Linked DNA regions of Macaca mulatta: region 2 is linked to region 1. Evidence: chromatin contacts called from public Hi-C data. All regions are on one chromosome and are shown on one strand. Each heading gives the region's core, a stretch centred on a gene start, on an enhancer-like site or on the middle of the called end of the contact. The rest is flanking DNA. Distances are from core to core; before and after follow the strand shown.

The links. Hi-C and Micro-C count contacts between places; a contact is called where the count stands out from the background.
Region 2: a contact with region 1 is called in a Hi-C map of liver, with 4 times the contacts expected there. The contact joins the promoter of SESN3 here to the promoter of SRSF8 in region 1. A contact is called at or near these places in 3 of 14 Hi-C or Micro-C datasets (fetal cortex germinal zone, fetal cortical plate and liver).

The regions. Positions count from the first base shown.
Region 1 is chr14:95,883,894-95,887,979 of T2T-MMU8v2.0, reverse strand. It overlaps SRSF8 (serine and arginine rich splicing factor 8), which reads right to left and starts at 1,431. Exons shown (of 1, transcript NM_001266335.1): 1 at 117-1,431. The coding sequence starts at 1,361. The coding sequence ends at 498.
Region 2 is chr14:96,052,052-96,056,223 of T2T-MMU8v2.0, reverse strand. It overlaps SESN3 (sestrin 3), which reads left to right and starts at 2,447. Exons shown (of 10, transcript NM_001266247.1): 1 at 2,447-2,741. The coding sequence starts at 2,664.

The sequences.
Region 1 (4,086 bases), core at 182-2,681:
CATACTACCTTTTAGACCTGGAGGTAAATAAAATTATCCATATTAATTTACACCACCTTTTGTAGGTTTTTAACTTTAAGGAATGAAGGCAATGTTGAAGCAATGTCCTGACAGCGTTAGGCTGTGTGTAATGGCTGCACACGTTTCCTTAAAAGTCAGGAGGCCACAAATTAGGTTACCAATCTGTTCATTTCAAACCAAAACAGTCGTCACTATAGAAATAAAAATAAATTTTTGCCTCAAATATACAAACCCAATAATGTAATCTTAGGTCGTTCACCTCCTAAGTTACAAGAAAATGTGAATAACAACAAAACGGCGCACAGAATGAATTTTGCCACCTGATGCAAAGCTTCAAACTGGTAAAAAGGTAGAAAAGTGTGACACAACCTTTTCAATAGGCAGCCCCTTCTTCCAGGGACGTTGCTTCCATGGACTGAGTATGTGATCCTTTTCCCCAAGTCCTCCATCATGTTGCTTCCTGATGCATCATTTTCTTAAGAGGACGTCTGTCCTTCCTCTTCGGGAGACTTGGGGGGCCTCTTGGATCGAGACCTGGACTTGGATTTCCTCTTGGATACCCGGGGAGGACTCCTGGTCATAGATGAAGACCTGGACCGTGAGCGAGACCTGGAGACCGAGGAGGACTTGGATCGTCGCGCAGAGCTCGATTTGGAGGTTGATGCAGAGCGAGAGCTAGTGGAGGACCCAGACTTCGAGTGAGACCGGCTGCTGTGATATCGGCTGTGGCGAGAGCGGCGGTAGCGAGAGTTACTGTAACCAGATGAGCTGTGGCGAGATCCGCTGTAGCGAGATTCCCTGTGGCGAGATCGGCTGTAGGGAGAGCGGCTGCAGTGCGCCCGGCTGTAAGGAGATCGGCTACAGGGAGACCGGCTATAGCGAGAACCCCTATAGCGAGATCGGCTGCGGGACCTGGAGCAGCTGGGACCCCGGGATCGGCTGCGGTGTCGCCGCCTGGGGCTGCGGCTCCGCCGTCCGTAGCTGCGGCTCCGCCGTCCATAGCCGCCGCCTCCGGACCTGCCGCGTGGCTCTCTCTGGCGGCTGCGGGGCAGGTCCCGGCGGCCATAGCGCGCCACCTGCACCCGCAGCTCGCGTCCGTCCAGCTCCGCCCCGTCCATGGCGGCCTCGGCGTCTTGAGCGTCGCGCCGGTCGTGAAAGCGGACGAAGGCGAAGCCGCGGGGGGCCTTGGTGTGGGGCTCCCGCGGGATGTACACGTCGCCCACGCGCCCGTACTTCTCGAACACTCGCCTCAGACTGTCGGGAGAGGTCCGGTAGGTCAGGTTGTCCACCTTGAGGGTGATCATGCCGTCCACGTCGGGAGGGGGGCGGCCGCAGCTCATGGCTCCCAGAGCAGGCCGGGCCCGGAAACTGGCGCTGCTCTGGGCGCTGACGGTGTGACCTGCGTTCCTTTCTCGCGGCTGCGCCCCGCGTGGGGACGCCGGGAAAGGCCGGGCGGAGAGGCTGGCGGCCGACCTCCGCAGGGAGCGCCCTGGAGCAGCAACTTCCAAATTCCCAGTTTCAGGCCGAATACTCCAGGAGGAAGGTTTCCTCTTAGTAGCTGAACTCCAAATGAAGCCAGGTCCCAAAGATCCTGGCTTTATACCTGGGCAACATCCTAACCAGCGCCCAGCTAGTGTAATCACTGGGCTGGGTTTAAATTAGACGTCCCACCCTCCCATGCCCCTCCCTATTATTCTAATTTTAAACCAATCTTAAGAACAAAGCTAACTGATTAAAGGTCAATTTATGGGAACAGGCAATCCAGACAAATATTAAACAAAAGAAACCTAGGGTAGCAATATTAATATCCAGTGTATTGATAGGATCAAAGAAGCACATTTTATAGTTATTGAAAAGAAAATTCACTAGGAAAACATGACAGTGATGAACTTAACGCACCTAAACACACAACAGTGACACATAGAAAGCCAAGACTGAGAGTTATAAGGTAAAACTGAAAAATCTGCACTCATGATGGGAGGTTTTTTCCCCCGTAACACCGTTTTCTCAGAAATCAATAGTGCAGAGAACAAAACTAGTAATGCTATAATAATTTGCACAACAAACAACAATTTTGATCATATAACCTGCAACAACCAAAAACATGTAGAAAACACAAGAATTTCCCAATACAAGACTACAAAATAAATGTCAATTAAAATTTCATAGGTCAATAAATTGAGTACATCTGGACCTCAGTGAAATAATATTGAAAGTTAAAAATAAAAAACCTGAATCCAATCATATTTATTTGAAAATTAATAACCACATTTCTAAAACTTTTTAATGTTGAAGTCAAGCAATTAGTAAAGCAAAACCAAAACAAAAGAATAAAACATTAAAATAAAAATAGAATTACAAATAAACAAAAGGGATGATATGTTTTTTAAAAAGAGGATTAATAAAATTTGAAATCTAACACTTTTAAAGAAAAAAAAAATTTAGCAATACTGATGAAGAAATACAGTTTCTAGATCTGGAAAGGAAATATACAGAAAGGGCCTAGAGCATCTTGGAGTGCTGGAAAATGATGTGATAAATAGAAAACAAACAAAAGCATTGATGGAGTAATTTTAATGTGGTACAAAAACCAATAAAACAGCTCCCAATGGCCACATATTGAACAATTTAAGGAACAAACTAAAATACTACTATATCATATTCCAAAATACAAAATATGAATCTGTGCTGCCGTAAATAAATGGTTAAATAAATTAACACATTGGAGAGAAGAGAGAAAACTCCTCTGCAGGAGAATTCTAAATAAATTAAATTAATTAAAATGTTGCTGATTTTGAAAATGTTATGTAACCTTATATACATAGAATTGTGCTTTTTATATTTTAATGTATTTTGTGTTTTATTTCCCTCATCTATATTGTTCCATCTAGCTGTACTTGATCCTTTTGCCTTGCCGTAAGGCATTCAATGGTATAAATGTTTTGCTGTTCATGGGCACTTGGGTTGTTTCCACTTTGGGCCTCTTACAGTGTTGCTCAGAACACGCTTGGACATGTATACTGGAGCTCATGTGTCCTTTTACGTATGAATGGATCCCTTGTCATAGAATACAGGAAGCCCACTGTAACCTCTGGCTTCAGCATCAGTGAATTCAGCCAACTGTGGGTAGAAATTATTCAGAAAAAAAAAACAATAAAAATAAATAAAACATTATACAGTAAACAATTATTTACATAGCATTTTCATCATAATGTAAGTAATCTAGAGATGACTTAAAGTATATTGGAAGATATGTATAGGTTACATGTGCATACCAAGCATACCTCAGAATCCTCAGGGGTTACTAAGGACCAGACCCCCTCTGCCTGCAGAATATCAAAGGACAACTGTATGTGAATTCAAACTTTATCATGCCTGATTGTTTTTCAGCAGTTTTTATCAATTTACACACAGGATAGCTGTATATGAGGGTGCTCAGTGCTCTTCACTTTTGCAAACCTTTGGTGAATATCAGACTTTTTAGTTTTAGCAGGTGAGGTGAGGGCATTAAGATTTGTTTTACCTATGATCGCTTCCCGGCACAACAGCCTGGGGTGACACAGTGAGACTTTGTCACTTAAAACTTAAAAAAAAAAAAGAAATTATTTCCCTAATTACAAATGAGTAATTTTTTCATGTTCGTTGGCCATTTGGATAGTCTCACTCATGAGCTGCCTATTATGTATTTTGTCCATTTTTCTATTGGGTTGACGTTCTCTGCACTAGCTCTTTATATGTAATGGATATCAGCTCTCTGCTGGATATGAGTAATACAGTATTGGTTCACACTCCTTGGTGTGTCATTTGTCTCTTTTTTTCATATCTTTTGATGAACAGAAATCCCTCTTTATTTCTAATAGTAAAATATTATTTAAAATAACTAACCTACATGGTGACTATAACATGGCAAACACTGTTCAATTTACTCTTCGTACAATAAATCATTTAATTCTTATGACCTGTAAGAAAAATCTTACCTCTAATTTTCAGATGACAGAACTGAGTCATGGAGACAGTAAGTCACTTGTTCACGGTGGTAGAGCTAGCACTGTTAGAGTCTAGCAC
Region 2 (4,172 bases), core at 1,198-3,697, 170 kb before region 1:
GGGGGATTTAGTTACTGGGGTATTTAGTTAGAACTTAAAGGAACTCATTTCAAAAGGATTTTAGCTGTCAAGTGAAAAAAGAAAAGAAAAGGTTATAAGAAGAATGTGCTAGAAAACAATACGAATTTAAAATACTATTTGAGAAAATTCAATCTGCACAAAAATTCACTTCATCCTTCAATTTCTCCTTTCCTTTAAAATGTACTCACATAAAAATCTGCTTTAAAAGCCAGAACCAGCCAGGAATATAGCCCAAGAAATTTACCACTAAATGGGGACACATATGTGTTTCTTAGAAAAACTGTGCCTTGCTGACTTTCTCCCTGGATTTCTTGGTTCTCTGCATCGAAGGGCATGTGGTAATTCCTTCCTTTTCTGAATTTGCTTGCTTTTACAGTTTCTTCTAACTGAATCTTAAACACCTTCCCCACACCATCGGTCTTTCATTATATATGTCTACACAGCATCAAGCGACCTTTAGCTAACACTGGAGAAATGGATCAACACCTTTACCCAACTACATCACTTAGACCCTTTGGGGGTTTTCTACTCTATTTTAATCTATTTAAACCTGACACTAGCAGATTTCCATTTCCTTTGTTCCTTGTGTAGACTTGGTTTATATGTGTTGGTCTCTAAAAAGGGACAGAGAGGAGACAGCTGTTGAGAAATGAGATTGGCAGTTTTAACCGCACAATTTGGTCTAATACCTTTGATATGCTAAACTTGCTAGCTCCTCCAAGTGTACCTTTCCGATTTTGCATAACACCACCCTGAATCCCTAAGGAAACCAGGGTTTGTTGTTGTTGTTTTTTTTTTAATTAAAAAGAAAAGAAAGAAATGCAAACCAGTGAAACTGTTCTTTTAAATCATCTCCACATAGATTTCATTCTACGAACTGCAGGACTTCACAAATCCTGGTACGCTAGAGACCTTTAAAAAAGGAGAAGCCGAGAATACTGATTAGGTTCTAAAAATCGAAAACAGGTGATGTCATAATGCATAGTCCTGTGGCCACGGCCATGGCCGGGTGGGGAGCTGGGCTCCAGTGATCACTGCACAGCGCTCCATGCCAGTAGGCGATGCAAGTTATCTCCGGGGCCCGGAGGACACGAGTGAGGACCGGGCACCAATCAGGTTCTCGCTCTGCGCCTGCCTTTGTTCTCACTCGGGAGCAGGTTGCCGGCGTCTAGCATCGGGAACCCGCATTCGACTCCGACGCGCATTGCTAGCCCCTTCGGGAGACCTGGCTCCCCTACCCGTCTGTCCCCCCACACTCGGTCAGCCTGCGCTTTCCCCAATCAAGTCTGCCTTCTCTCCGCAGAACGTGGAAGCTAAAACCCTGACTCACCATTCTAAGCTTTGGAAGAGGCAGGTTTGTCCCAATAGTTTTAAACGGCAATTTGTTCTCTGAACCTTCCTTTCTGAGCAGGGCTCTGTGCTCTGCATGTATTCGAACAGCTGCCTCAGGAAGGTCTTTTGGGTGAGAAAACAAGCCCCTTTGGCCTTTTCGTGCTGGACAAGTAAAGGAACTTACATCTCTAAGATAACCGCGAGAAGGTACTTCAGAAACAGGAGGAAACCGCTAAACCAGAGGTTTTGTGTCTCTCCCCTCAAACTCGATTACTTGCATAAATATATATATAACTCAGACATTTATCCCCTATCCGCCTCTCAAGCCTCAAGTAACTGAAGTCTTTGCAAAACACGGTTCACAATAAATGATGCATAAAGTTGTTTGAGATCCCTGGATACAAAGTCCTTCATAACTGCAGGCTTCTTTACAGCTAAAGTTAGATTTTGGTGGAGAGAAAGCCTAACCACTGCCCTGAAGGAAGGAACATTTAATCCTCCCACTCCCCTCCCCCTTTCTCGAGAGATCAGGAAATATTTAGCTCAATCTTAGACTCTCTAGCGAGCTCTAGCTCCCAACTATTTATCTCATTCAGCTCACCACTTTTGCAGGGACCTGGGGGGGCGTGGCTTATCTTGGGGGTGGGGCTTGGATGGCAGTATATTTGCATACGACACACCCTCGTCCTCTTATTGGCAGAGGAGAGCAAACTGTTCCCTGCTACCCTACTACTTAGCTAACCGCCATCTCCCTTCAGTTCCGAGCCTCGGAGACAAACTTAACTTGCCCGGAGATTCAAGGCTTCCTCGGCCCCTGCGATTGGCCGGCGCGACTCCCAAGCGGGCTCTCGTTGCTCATTGGCTGCGGGCTAGCGCCTGGGGGGCGTAGCCGGAGCTGTCCGATTGGCGGGAGGGGCGGTACCGGAGCGTCGAGGTGGTGAAGGTGGTGGGGCGGCGGAGGCGGGGCCGCACTGAGGCGCTGCGGCGGCGGCGGTGGCGGTGGCAGCGGTGGCGGCTGCTCGTCCTAGCCTGGCGGGGGCGGGGGTCTGGAGGATGGGGGCGGGTGGAACAACGGGCCGGTGAGGAGCAGCCGCCGCCGTCTCCGCCGTCGCTGGGGCAGCTGCCGCGGTGGTCGCCTCTGGCAGTGCCGCTCGCTTTCGGGCAGTCGCCTCTCCTCCCGACATCCCGCCTTGAGGAGGCTGAGGCGGAATCGCGGGTGGCGGCGGGGGGACGGACCGGCCCCGCAGTGGCCGCAGTGACAGCCCGGACCCGGCCCTCCGCCCGCTTGCGCCTCGGCGCCCGTAGCCACGATGAACCGGGGCGGCAGCAGCCCGTCGGCCGCCGCCAACTACCTGCTCTGTACCAACTGCCGGAAAGTGCTGCGGAAGGTACGGGTTCGGCCCGGTGTCCTGCCGGCGAGGGTCGCTTCTTGCCGGCGGGGGCTTGGGTGGCTCGTCCCCGGGCGCGCACTGGGGGAGGCTCAGAGGGATCCCCGGGCACCGTCCCTCCGCAGGGACCGAAAAAAGGGGGCGTGGGTTGAGGGCGGGAGGGTTTGGACTGCTGCGGCTTTTTATTTCCGCCGGGACAGACGCAAGTCCGGAGGGGTTGGGATATTTTTTTCTTCCCTTGTTCTTTTTCTTTGGTGCCTTTGCTCTCCTTTACGGCTCATTTCCCTAACTTACTACCCCGGGTCAGCTCCTTCGGCGGCGGAGGGCGGTAGGGATCGATTCGATCCTCCTCCCTGTGCAGTTTAGCTGTTGATGGAGATCGGTGTGAAATCAGAGCAGCTGGGTCGGATCCCGAGGAACCTGGCTGGCCCCTCTTTGCTGTAGCTAACTCTTGCGAGTGTTGTTTTTGTTTATTCGGTTGCTTCTGCCTTGCGCGCCTTGCCCAACACCCCTCTTTTCAAATTGTTTGGATGGTCGTCCTGTGTCTGTAGTCTCGAAAAGGAACCAGTAAAGCATCTTGAACTTTATGCCCATGGGAAATGCAATTCGACCTGGCCAGTTCCTGAGGCTGGGGTTGGGGGAGGAGGAGACTGAGGTGGATGTGGGTTATTCCTCCTTAGCACCCCCCTCCCCCGCGTTGATCCAGAAAAATCAGGCGCACCATCAGTTTATTGCTGCTTCCTAGAGTGACTGATAGAAAGTTTACTCCAGTATTGTTTAGCTCACTTGGCTTAATCGCCCCGTGGGGAAGGACGAGAGGGATGGGGAAAGGAATGAAAAAAAGGTCTCTAGAGTTTGTGATCGGATTTTAACAGCTGCCCCAAAGTAATATTGTAATCAGTTTATTCGTATTCAAACTCTATTTTTACATTTTATTAAGTGGAAACGTTAGGTGAGATGCTTCTGTTTGTTCACTACAAATGAATTAAAATTGCTGAGCTGTGCAAATGCATCGGGACTGAAAGCGGAGATGAATATGGTACCGTTTTTAGTCAATATCTCTAAATACAGTTCACTTTGGGATTGTTCTTTCTACATTTTTTTTTAAAGGAAGAAAGAAAAAATCACGTAAGTAAGCAAGCTCAAATATTTGCGCTCTTTGTCCAAAAACTGTTTTTCTTCCTCTGTGGGTCAGGCCAAGTGCCAATCAAAGTTGTTTTTCAAGCCTCTTTTCCCTGCAGTAGGGCTGCTGCTTTTTTTTTTTTTTCTTCCTATTTTATTTGAGAGCGTGAGAGCAAAGGGATTGCAGATTTGAGGTTAATTGAACAGTTAAATATGCCTTAAATTGTGTTTATTGGATATGTTTCTCTTGAAACAGATTTTTATTAAATGTGCATGTTGAGTATGTGCAGTTATTTTTTTCCATAAACT